Linked DNA regions of Zea mays: region 1 is linked to region 2. A link is a contact called in public Hi-C data. All regions are on one chromosome and are shown on one strand. Each heading gives the region's core, a stretch centred on a gene start, on an enhancer-like site or on the middle of the called end of the contact. The rest is flanking DNA. Distances are from core to core; before and after follow the strand shown. Region 1 holds the start of LOC100275634. Region 2 holds the start of LOC100191685.

Region 1 (6,007 bases), core at 1,101-3,600, 300 kb before region 2:
TTGGCGTTATCCACACGGCTCCAGACGTCGACGGTTGTGGGCATACAGGCTGCTGCTCGTGGCTTCCTTGCATGATGGATAGTGCAAGAGATGCGTTGGCAGATGCTCAAGGCAGCCTTGGTGACGGTTGACCTCGGCACACGGAGGCGCGATCTCGCCCTGTCGGTCGGCCATCAGCAGCGGCACCGGACCACTATCTCCAAGTGCGAGCATGGTACGTGTTCCACTGGCGACGAACTTCAACTCTACGGCAGCGACGGTTGGAAATGCACTCCTCTCGTCATCGGCAAGGGCGCACTGTTTAGCGCCACCACATTCCACTACAGGGCGCCACGAGGGCGCCTCCGCTGGTTATTGTTGCGACCTATTCCAGGTGTTCGTGTATGTGCCCCCCTTTCGTCCAGATGGCATCCATGGGATACAGGTGGCTGCACACGTGCAAGTCCAATGCATGGAGTGTGTCTGTCTTATCTTATGGGGGTCAAAAAAATCAGAATCAGAATAATAAGATAAGCCTAGATGTAAAAGACTTGTCTTCTAGGTGTCTAGTTTTGTGTCAAGTAGACTCGATCTTTGAGCATCCATCATGCTGCAGCTCGATGACGAGCTGCTTGTCCAAGATGGGTAGTGTCAGGGCCCAAGAAGACCCACGAAGGGACTACAGCACCAGCAGTCATAGACCCTCCAAGTGGGGTTAGATAATGATAGTTAGAAATAAGATTAATTGAGATTATTTAGAAATGTTATCAGTTAGTTTGTTAATAGTTTTTATAATAGTTTTAAGGAGATAAGGATCTCTAGCTAGATATAGACGACTAACCGGCCTATTTACGTAATTCATTAGAAATAAAATAGACAAGAATTAGAAGTGAGAAACCCTCTTCTTACTCGGCCGTAGGCAAAGGCCCCCTGCCGACGTTCCTATCCATCTCCAATCTCTCACCGACCTAGCCAATTCATCCTCGGATGGATCCCTTTATACAATGACAAGCACAACAAAGTGTTCTTTTTAATCTTATTCGCTACCTTGGTATTTCTGTCACATGACCACCCTAGGATTTTTTTCCCTGTGTTGAATTGTGTAGCCGAAACGCAGACTGAATCCAATGCATAGAACTGACTGCGTGCTTTCAAGGCCTGAGTGACGACAAGAAAAGGAAACATCGCCTGTTTTGTTTTGTTAGCTTTAACCGCTAGGGGATGGGCCATCACTGACAGCAAGACAGCAAAAAAAAACCAATACAAAACAAAACACAAATGATGGGAGAGGACGAGGAGGCATCAGAGTCATGGAAGAGGAGCAACATGGCTAAGCCTCTGGGAGGCAGCTTCTGCATCTCAAGCAGGATGCACATGTCGTCATCTGCCTCAAGAAACTAAAATCTGATCCAAACATATAAATCTCTCACGAGACCTGGACGGGCGCTGCAGGTTAATTCCTAATCCATCGATTAAGGTGTGGGGTGGTGGGAGCGAAGCAGGCAGGCATCAGAGTCATGGAAGACGAGCAACACGGCGTGCCTCGTCACGGAGGCAGCAGCTTCTGCTTCGTAAGCATGTCGTCATCTGCCCCCAGCATGCCCCCGCACCAACCCAATCCAATCAATCAAATCAAATCCCGAGGAAGAACTGCAAACGAGGAAGAACTGCAACAACAAAAAAAACGCGCAAGTGGGCATGGATGGAACATGCGTGTTCTCTGAACAAGAAAACAGAAAAACATAAAGAAATTGTTGGCGGCGGCGGATCGGGAAGACGAGATGGCTACCCCCACCCGTGCGGTATTTATGGACAGATGGTGCTAGGGTTGGGTTGGGTGCCCTCGGCCGCCCTCCATTCTCCGCGATGACACCTGGACATATCTTGGCCGTCCGATCTATAGTGGCATAGGAGCGAGAGAATCGTGCGAAAATAGAGTAAGCAACCGATGTCGGATGCCCGTGCTGCTACAGTCAGAGTCAGCCTAATTTGATAGAAGTGCTGCTAAATACAGTTGTTTGCATCGACTACTACACGAGACGCGCACACACTGCACGCAACGCGTTGTTGCCTTGCCGTTGTTCTTCTCCTTTTTGCACAACGTCACAATGATCCGTCGTCGTTGCTTCCAGTTCCAGCAGAGGGGGTGTACGACTGCCACGTGCCGCATGCAGCACACGCCACGTGCTTCGTGGTGGTAAGCCACAGCGACGGATGACGCACGCAGCTGAATTAATTGCTTGACCGGACGAGCACGAGCACGATGATGGCGGGCGGGGCGTGGGACGGGAACAGAAAGACGGAAACGGAACGAGTCAGAGGTTGCCCAGTCCACGAAACAAAAAGCGACCCACCCCAAACCCAAACCAACCCTGCCGACTGCCGTCGTGTCGGCTCGCCAACGCCAATCCCACCAGGCCACCACCACGCCACGCACTGCGCCTCCCTCCCTTGCGTCCGCCTCTCACCCGCAACTTCAAACCCGCCGCCACCTCCGGGGACCAGCAACCCCAACTCCAGCGCTGGGGAGGAGCGACGACGAGCTGCCCGATTCCACCACCACCAGCAACTTGAGGAATAGCCTCCTGCCTCCTGCCTCCAGCAGAGCGCGTGTCCCTCCTGCCTGCCGGCTACATTCGCCCGACTCCGACTCCGCTGAGAAGCCAAGCCAGCCATGGGGTGCGTGTGCTCGAGGCACTTCCCGGAGGACGCGCCGGGCACGCTGGCGGCCGCCTACGACGCGCGCCGCGGGAGGTACGGCCCCGGGAACTTCGACTCCGGCGAGCTCGCCATCCCGCCGCCCCACTCCAACAAGGTACATCCCCATCCTGATCCCCTGCCCCCCGCCTCGTGCATGCTGCTGCGTTGCGTACGTGCCGCGGCTCTCGCTGCTTTTCGAGGTGCGGACAGCGGACGGTACTGCTGCTTCAAATTCAAGGTCACCTTGCTGCTGGGAGTTGGACACACCACCGATTTCCTAGCGAGACTCTCGCGGGCTCACCACAATCCTCGTCAGAGTTCCTATTTTCCGACCAACCGATTGATACGCGAACAAGGGCGTGCTCGCTATACGTACCATACAGATACAGATACATACAACAAGTCAAGCCAATAATTAGTAGAATACAAGCCTGCATGTCGGCATACATACAGTACTACAGTGTGAAGTCAAGCTTGGCGGCCCTTTTTCTTGCAAATCTCTCTCCCAGCCAGGGATAAGCGAAGCCGGTGCTTAATCTACATTCACGTTGCTGTCAGCAAAAGTCTGCCCTCTGGAACGGATGGTCAAGCCTGCGACTGCGACCCACAACGCGAAATTGTGTCTGACCGCTCTTCTGCTCTGTGCCGCTTTTGGAGTCGCCAAATCATACCATCTTACGTTCGGTTTTCCGGATTGTTTCCCTAATTTATATAAGTTTTGATCACCTGGAATCGGTCACCAGTGCATTCCTGGATAAACGAACAACTCTTCCGGAGGCACGAAGTTTCCAGTTTTTATTCGCAGCTAGGAGGGGTCGTTGCTCTCCTCCGAATGTGCAAGGAGTCTCTGTCAAACTACAAACCATGGCACGATGGACAAACACTAGTCGTGTTGCGTATTGCTGTCAGCATGTGTAGACAAAAACTGGGATAAGCAGCGGCTAAGTCATTGGGCATGACAGGAATCTCATAGCTAATGATATAAAAAACGAGGGCACAGTAAATTCAGAGAAGCAATCCAACAGCTTCCAAGGACTGGCATCTCCTTTCATATTTTGACCAAGCTCAGTCAAAGTTTCATGTTTCCATGATCTAGTTGCATGAACTTTCATTTTTTTAGTAGTGCTGTTTCATAAGTCATAACTTTTAACATTTCATACCAGAATAGCATTCTTAGAATATATAAACGTTGCTTTATATGTCACGAGCTCACCTAATGTCACCTAACTACAAACATTCTTTTCCTGATGTCATTTTGCACAATAGCTAGTTAGATTTCCATTTGTAGCTGACGAAGTAGAACTAAGAGATCATTACATGAGAGCATAGCGGTAGGTCTTTTCACATGAACTCTGACATACTAAGTTCTGCCAGGTATCAGACACAGGTACATTTCTGGGAAGAGCTAGCATTGCTGCCGTTGAAGTGTTAGACACGCTCGGGAGTAGCATGACAAGCTTGAATCCTGGCAGCGGCTTTCTCTCCGGAGGAACCAACCGGGGCAATAGAGCCTGTATTTTAGCATTTGAAGTCGCGAATACAATAGCTAAGGCTTCTAGTTTGTGGATGTCATGCTCTGATGAGAGTATAGAAGAGCTCAAGAAAGAAATTCTGCATTCAGATGGAGTGCAAGTATTGGTGTCCTCAAATACCATTGAGCTGTTGCATATTGCTGTCGTTGATAAAAGGTACAATTGTATGATTTGGACTTGCTCGAATACCTACCCTCAGTTGCTTTAGTCAAAACTGTGGCTGACATGGACTTGAAAAATGCAAATCGTACAGGGAAGAACTTGCCGTCTTTTCAAGAGAAGTAATACGATTTGGCAACCTCTGCAAAGATCCTATATGGCATAACTTGGGGCGATATTTCGACAAGTATGCCTCTGAAAAGTATGTTTTTTCATCTGAGGTGTTGCTATCTACACTCACATTAGCACTTCAGATTCTCTAAATTACTATGATATGCAGGTTAACGACAGATAATACACCCCAGGATCATTCAAAGGAGACTATGGAAGCTACTGTCCAGCAATTGATTAATTTGGCACAAAACACCTCTGTATGTATGCTGTAAAGAATTCTTATATGTTTGCTTTAGTGTCCTGATTTGTGTACTTATAGGTGCCTTTACATAAAATATTTATGTTTTTAGAGTCAAAAGGTAACACTGTTCTTGTACATTTCTGCTGTTTAATTTATGGAGTGTTCGCCGATTTCTAAAACTAAAATCATTGCATCATATACACAATAGCAATTTATAAACTACATTTTCAAGAATGGTTGTAGTATCAAGCTATTGTTGTCAATATCACAAGAACTCCAGAACTTATGCTTATTAAGTATGTAATTGCAGGAGCTATATCATGAATTGCATGCTCTGGACAGGTTTGAGCAGGATTTTAAAAAGAAATTTCATGAAGAGGAGCCTGTGCCAGCAGCTAGACGAGGTACAGTAAGACTGATGCCATTTTGGAGCAGTACCGATAGATTTTAGAGTGCATGCTTTAGGCCTTTTTCTCAATGACTATCTTGTATGGAAATAGCTTGTCTGGAACGCATGCTTTAGGCCTTTTTATCATTGACTGGCTTGTCTGGAAAAAAAACTTTCCATTGCGATATTTATTCCAAATGAACCAACTTGTGATAGCCAATTACAAATTGACTGGCTAACAAGCATGACAAGATTGAAAGGCAGAGCTCCACTTGGTTCAAAAAAAAAAGCATGACAAGCTGATGGGTAGGATTGACATGGTAACCAAGGAATCCACACTTCTTAGAAAATGAAGTACATGAACGTATGGGACTCCTAACCGTGTTCTTTTGGAGTGGTTCTTAAAATGTCTACGTATATACAATACAATCATTCTTTCACAGTACGTGCTGTTATTTTCTATAGCCCTTTTTGTTGTTATATCATTTTACACAAGCATGTAGGCATCTACAGATAAAACATGGGGGGTGGGGTGTAATTACATCTTATTTTTTTACCTTTTGTTGCAGAGAGTATAATGATATTGCATAGTGAACTAAAGCGCCAGAGGAAGCTTGTGAAAAATCTGAAGAAAAAATCCTTGTGGTCAAGGACCTTGGAAGAGGTAAATTTTCAACCATACTCATTCAGTTGTTTTGTAGTTTATACTTTATACTGTAACTTTGTGTCCGTTAGTCTTTGTCGATATTTACATGCTAGCTAACGGGACATTGTTTTGGTGGGCATGCTACACTGTTCCTTACCCTAACTTCTTTTGAAGAATGCTGACATTGCACTTGTTCTCCCAACTGCAGATCGTGGAGAAACTTGTGGACATTGTAGTATTTTTACATA
Region 2 (6,415 bases), core at 1,132-3,631:
GTCACTACAGGCGTACAGCTTACAAGTGTTTCTAGGTCAAGGAGTTGCTTGATGTTTCAAAAAAGAGTTAAAATACATGAGTACAGATGCTACTTAGATCCATAAATATTTTGTAGATTGTATTTTTTGTTGTATAATAGTTGTTTTAAACTTGTTGAAGACCTTAATAATTTAGAGAAAATGTAAGGTAATTCGTTTTCATAGGATTGATATTATGCATTCATGTTATATATATCTAGGGCTTTCGATTTGTTTTTGACATTTTTATGGATGACACTTTAACATGTGTTATTGACTGACACCTCAGTCACTAACATAACATTTTATATGTCACTCACCTCCAAATGATGGTAAAATGTTTTTTCCCGTTATATTTAGTTATATATATACACATATGTTTATTTTTTTATAAAACCCTATATCATTTGAGCTAACAATATATATATATTATATATATATATATATATATATATATATATATATATATATATATATATATATATATATATATATATATATATATATATATATATATATATATATATATATATATATATATATATATATATATATATATATATATAGGTCATAGCACATTGCCTAATTCATATATATGTCCCCTTGCCCCTGCTTCACACACCGACACACACTGGCACTGAAAAAATGCACACAGCACAAGTCCAACAACCATATTCCTTCTCGATCTTAACTTTGTACTGCTACTGCTACCACCAAATATATAAATCTATATATTTCATTTCCCTTCGCCCCTTCAGAATTGGGTGGATGAGGTTCTCCGAAGTGAGCTCTTGGTTGGGAGGACCAGTGCCGCTACCTCCCGTTTCAGCTGTCCATCCAGCACAAAAAAAAAAACCCCAACAACAACAGAGGAAAACAAGTGTTCATCAGCATTAAAGAAAAGAGCAATTAAGGGATGCATCATTTGGCATGCTTATATATATTAGCACCTCTTTGCACTGCTTCTTGAGCTTCAAGTTGTCATCCACTAGCCGGCGAACCTCTTTCTCCAGGTTCTCCACGTATGCCTGCAATATCCACACAGAGAGTAAAACTTAGCAATGAGTAACAATTAATCGAGATATAAACTAATTAACACATGGGCCTTTCGTTTTCAGGTCGTCGACCATGCTGCTGCTGGTTGGGATGTTGGTTTTCATTGACCTAGCAATGCAAAGTTCTGATCAAACTATGGTAGATTGTTTGGCCAGCTGATGTAGTTTGGTTCCCTAATAATTAGCTAGCTGATTAAAGCATATATAGCTGATTACATACTACATGTAACTATATTCTATATCAGTACGTAGTCGCTGATATGCATGTGTGATATTGATGAATCAATTCGTGCTTAGACTTCAGACTCTAGTTTGAGGGGCAGGTACAACTGAACTCATCGTCATGATCATTGATCAGCTAGCGTTAATAATTAGCTAACTATAGCTTCTGTTTGAGATTTTTCTACTGGGATGATAGAGCTAGCGATGGTGGCCATCATATATATATCCAAACAAAACATATATATATATATATATATATATATATATATATATATATATATATATATATATATATTTATATATCTTCGTGATAGTAGTAGGTAAATGCTTTAGTTTAGGCTTGGAAATAAGTGCTCTCCACCAGCTCCAAAAAATATATCTATAGTTTGAAACGAAGGATCGAGGCCGGGGTAGCATTCAAAAACGTACTGTATCCAAATACAAACGTACGATCTGTTTTGTATATATATACTTTATAGTACAGACCGACGTACATGTTTTTGTGTAGTGAGTTTACTATACTGACCCTCTTCCTGGCCCTGGAGCGGAGCGCGGACTCCCGGTTCCTCATCATCCTGATGCTCCTCCGATCGTCGCCGCTGGCCTGCTGCACCTCCATGTCGACCTCGTCGCCGACGAAGCCCGCGAGCGAGACGGGCGTGGAGGGCAGCGCGTGGCCGGCGGCGATGACGACGGCGGCGGCTCGGTCGTCGTCGTCGTCCTGCAGCGTGGAGATGGAGAAGAGGGAGCTGCACCCGCTCACGAAGCTCAGCTGCGGGCTGTCCGGCTCCCTCCTCCACGCCGCCGCCGCCGCCGCCGCGTGCACCGCCATCTGGTAGTGGTGGTAGTTGGCCGCCATGACGGGTAGCTAGTAAGGAGACGAGAGAGGGCCGGCCGGAGCACCAACAACACCAGCAAGCTAGGGCGCTTGGCTTGGATATATGTAATCGTAGTGGTGCTTCCTCTACTTTCTAGCTGCTGCTTGGATATATGCTGTGGTGCAGTGCAGTGCAGCTCAGCTAGCTTTGGCAGCACTGAGCTAGCTGCTGCTAATGCAATTGCTTTATATATATTTGCCGGCGCGCGCGCGCGGGCGGTGAGATATTTCATGGCCCTGCCCTGCTGTAGGAGGAGTTATATATATACACGGCGCAGCAGGCTGTGGCGACAGAGATGCTGATGCAAGCAGCGTGTGTCGTATTCGTATATGCATGATAGGCTAATAATAACGGATGATTGTTAATTAATTGGCATCTGCATAATCATGCATCATGTCTAGCTAGAGGGCTACGACGGAGGCAGTTGACTAACCCCACCACTACTTATTGGACGACTCCGAGTCTCCGACCCACTAGGAGATCGATCGATATGATACCAATGCAAGAATTTCCAGTGAACTGTCATCTGGGTAGGGCATCCCGGCCCTTTCTAGCTAATATAATAGCCGTGATATATTATCTGGAATGGACCTCTCGATCGCCGTCTTCCTTTTTCTTTCCCAATGCAAGATCGTTCCATGGCCTTTGTAGTTTAGCTGGTACGGGACAGTAGTACTTGCTGCTGTACGCCACACTATTACTCATTCAGAGTTCAGTTTTTAATTTTTTACAGCTATATATCGTCCTCTATAACAACTCGACGTTGACACAGAGATGAGTTTTAGTGTACTAGCTATAGCTAGCAGCTGTTGGTGCCTTTTTTGTCACCAAACACTATAATGAATCGCTTGGCGGTAATTGACACCTTTAGATGATGTAGGGTCAAATAAAGTGGTTATCCTAAATGTGGGGCAACACCTCTATGATGGTCACCACCTATTTAGGACCAAATAGCAACAAACCCTATGACCTTCTCGTGATGAGCAATACCTTGAGTTTGGCTCCGCGAGGTGAACAGTGGTGGCGGCCTACGACAGGTCGTCGGGTTGCCTGATAGTGCCCTCTGCGGCGGCGCGGGCAGTCCGTGGCCTTGGGCCGGACGGTCCACGACCTAGACGCAGGAGCGATGAATTCCCTGCGTCACACCGGACGGTCCGCAGCTCTAGGCCGGACGGTCCGCGACCTGGCGACAGGGTCGTCTTCCTCCTCCTTGCTGAAATCTAGATCTCGTGCCCTGGGAGAAAAAGATCTTAAGGTGCTTCGAGTCGACAGGTCACCCGGGGCGTCCTCAGACGACGTGGAGTTGCCTAGGAATTAAGAGATCAATTCGAGAAAGAGGTCTCGAATGGACAACTGATCTTGCCCCCCGGGAGGGGTGAGATCCTAGGGTCGTCTTGGGATCGGCAGGCCACCCAAGATGAATCTAGACGACGTAGAGTCGAATAGTGGTGGAGGTGGATATGCGGAAGGCTACAACTACAACTATGCTACATCTACTCTTAGGGCAGGAAAAGTAAATAAGGTAATTGTTTCGATTGGAATGTGTTCGGGGGTTCTCAATCGGCCGTACCCCTTTATATTTATAGGGGAGGAGGACTGGACCTTTTCCTAAGAGATAGCCAACAAACTCCCACATGATTAGATGAATAACCACGCACGAGATAAGGATAAACATCCAAGTTAATCTAATCTCGGGACACGCGGACCGTCTGCTCATTTTGGTGTCCAACATATGCCCCCTGTCTTTTGGTGGAGCTTGGCGAACCAAAGGCATCAGCGAAAACTTCGGAAACAATTGACTTCATGAGTTTTTGTTCCTGAAGTAAGGACTCAGCTCGATGCAAGTCATCGGCTCTTGCGATCAGATAATATAAATACTTGATGGAACTTTAATGCATAGAGGCCGTTTTGGATCGCATCCTCTTCGACCATGTCTACCTGATGAACCTGTCAATAGGCAAAAACTTGTGGTGCCCCCCCAGCCCAAATAAGCAAACTGATTGGGCCAGTAATACGAATTCGTCGCCGTACCACCCCACACATGAGCAGGACAACACATCGGCGATGGATAAAACGGGACGCACCATGCTATCCCCGGAGGAGGATGACAAGGCGATCTTGGTTGTGCTACCTTTTGGGTCCGTTTAGTCGGCTTTTGCTTTCGCACAGATCACCCTTTTGACTTTGTCTGCTTTATTGGCCAGTTGTGTGGAACGGCCTTCTTCGTATATTTGGCAAGCAACTGACCAAAAGTAGGGCCGACTCTACTGAGTCGTCCAGACGTCTTAGTAGTATTTTGTTTCCTAACACTTGTTTTGGAACCTTTTGGTCCAGTGGTCTGAGGTTGCTGCTTCTGACTATCTGCGGACCGTCCGACCATTATAGCCGGACCGTCCGCTCCTGTCTCGGACTGTTCGGCCTTAGTACCCGGATCGTTCGGCGTACGCAGGACAGGTGACCGTGATCGGGTGTCCGATCGTGCTTGGGTGGCCGATTATATTTATGCCGGCCTTCCGCACTAGGCGGATCACAGGTGACTTTTGGTGCTCCGGACGGTCCGACCTGCACAGTCGGACGGTCTGCGGGTGGATCGGATGGTCCGGTACTTTCCTCGGACTGTCCGGTCACGTCAGGCAACACCTATGACCCTTGTGGTGGGCTCTGTGTAACTCCAGACTGTCCGGCATAGGGTGCCGGACGGTCTGACGGAGGGCCGGACAGTCCGCGATTGTGTGCGGACGGTCCGACCGTGCTCAGGGTTGACTCACCATTTAGCGAAGATGGTGGTGATGGTCGTCCTGGATATGAGTCCATCAGCATACCAGAATATGGCTGGGGAAACTCATTTGTCGCCGATGTGTTTGGCGCAATTGTTTCAGCGCCTAACTTATGTGATAAAAAATTAGGCATATGAGTTTTTCATAATGCATGTGTCATCCTCTCTATATCCTTCGTGATACTTTTAATCCGATTATCAAAAGAAATTTTAATAGATGGAATATCATTGGCTGACCTAGCATCACCTATCGTGGGGAGCTGTTGTAGCACGGCTAACATATACTCGGCGTTTATCTCCCTCTCTTGGACAGTCTTCTAGTGGCAGTCTACCCTGAAGTGCGAGAGGTACCACTTATACGCCACCTTGAGCACCTGATCCTTTTGTCGGTGGGCCTCCTCGTCTATTTTCTTCATGCCATCTTCTAATATTTTATGCTCAACGGCCGATAAATTAGTCAGCCTTGTGTTGCTGTTTGGAGAAGCACCGTTGAGATCTTTAGAATCGGCCATGTAAGCCTGATTTTGTAGATTTGCAACTTCGTCCCCAGCAGAGTCGCCAAAAGTATGTTGGTGCCTTTTTGTCACCAAACACTATAATGAACTGCTTGACGATAATTGGCACCTTTAGATGATGTAGGGTCAAATAAAGTGGTTATCCTAAATGTGGGGCAATACTTCTATGATGGTCACCACCTATTTGGGACCAAATAGCAACGAACCCTATGACCTTCTCGTGATGAGCAATACCTTGAGTTCGGCTCCGCGAGGTGAACAGTGGTGGCGGCCTGCGACAGGTCGACGGGTTGCCTGATAGTGCCCTCTGCGGCGGCGCGGACAGTCCGTGGCCTTGGGTCGGATGGTCCGCGACCTGGACGTAGGAGCGGTGTCTTTCCTGTGTCACACCGGACGGTCCGCAGCTCTAGGCCGGACGGTTCGCGACCTGGCGACAGGGTCGTCTTCCTCCTCCTTGCTGAAATCTAGATCTCGTCTCCTGGGAGAAAAAGATTTTAAGGTGCTCCGGGTCGACAGGTCACTCGGGGCGTCCTCAGACGACGTGGAGTCGCCTAGGAATTAAGAGATCAATTCGAGGAAGAGGTCTCGAGTGGACAACTAGATCTTGCCCCTGGGAGGGGTGAGATCCTAGGGTCGTCTTGGGATCGACAGGCCACCCAAGATGGATCTAGACGACGTAGAGTCGAATAGTGGTGGAGGTGGATATGCGGAAGACTACAACTAGAATTATGCTACATCTACTCCTAGGGCAGGAAAAGTAAATAAGGTAATTGGTTCGATTGGAATGTGTTCGGGGTTTTCAATCGGCCGTACCCCTTTATATTTATAGGGGAGGAGGTCTGGACCTTTTTCTAAGAGGTAGCCAACAAACTTTCACGTGATTAGATGGATAACCACGCACGAGATAAGGATAAACATCTAAGTTAATCTAATCTCGGGACACGCGGACCG

Evidence for each region. A called contact is a pair of places that touch in the nucleus more often than the background predicts.
Region 1: a contact with region 2 is called in a Hi-C map of ear, with 1.7 times the contacts expected there. The contact joins the promoter of LOC100275634 here to the promoter of LOC100191685 in region 2. A contact is called at or near these places in 2 of 25 Hi-C or Micro-C datasets (ear and tassel).

Annotation. Positions count from the first base shown.
Region 1 is chr6:93,525,994-93,532,000 of Zm-B73-REFERENCE-NAM-5.0, reverse strand. LOC100275634 reads left to right here and starts at 2,350. Exons shown (of 11, transcript NM_001374092.1): 1 at 2,350-2,794; 2 at 4,054-4,367; 3 at 4,465-4,572; 4 at 4,651-4,741; 5 at 5,036-5,129; 6 at 5,683-5,777; 7 at 5,968-6,007. The coding sequence starts at 2,654.
Region 2 is chr6:93,226,360-93,232,774 of Zm-B73-REFERENCE-NAM-5.0, reverse strand. LOC100191685 reads right to left here and starts at 2,381. Exons shown (of 3, transcript NM_001367116.1): 1 at 1,822-2,381; 2 at 969-1,046; 3 at 589-847. The coding sequence starts at 2,154. The coding sequence ends at 773.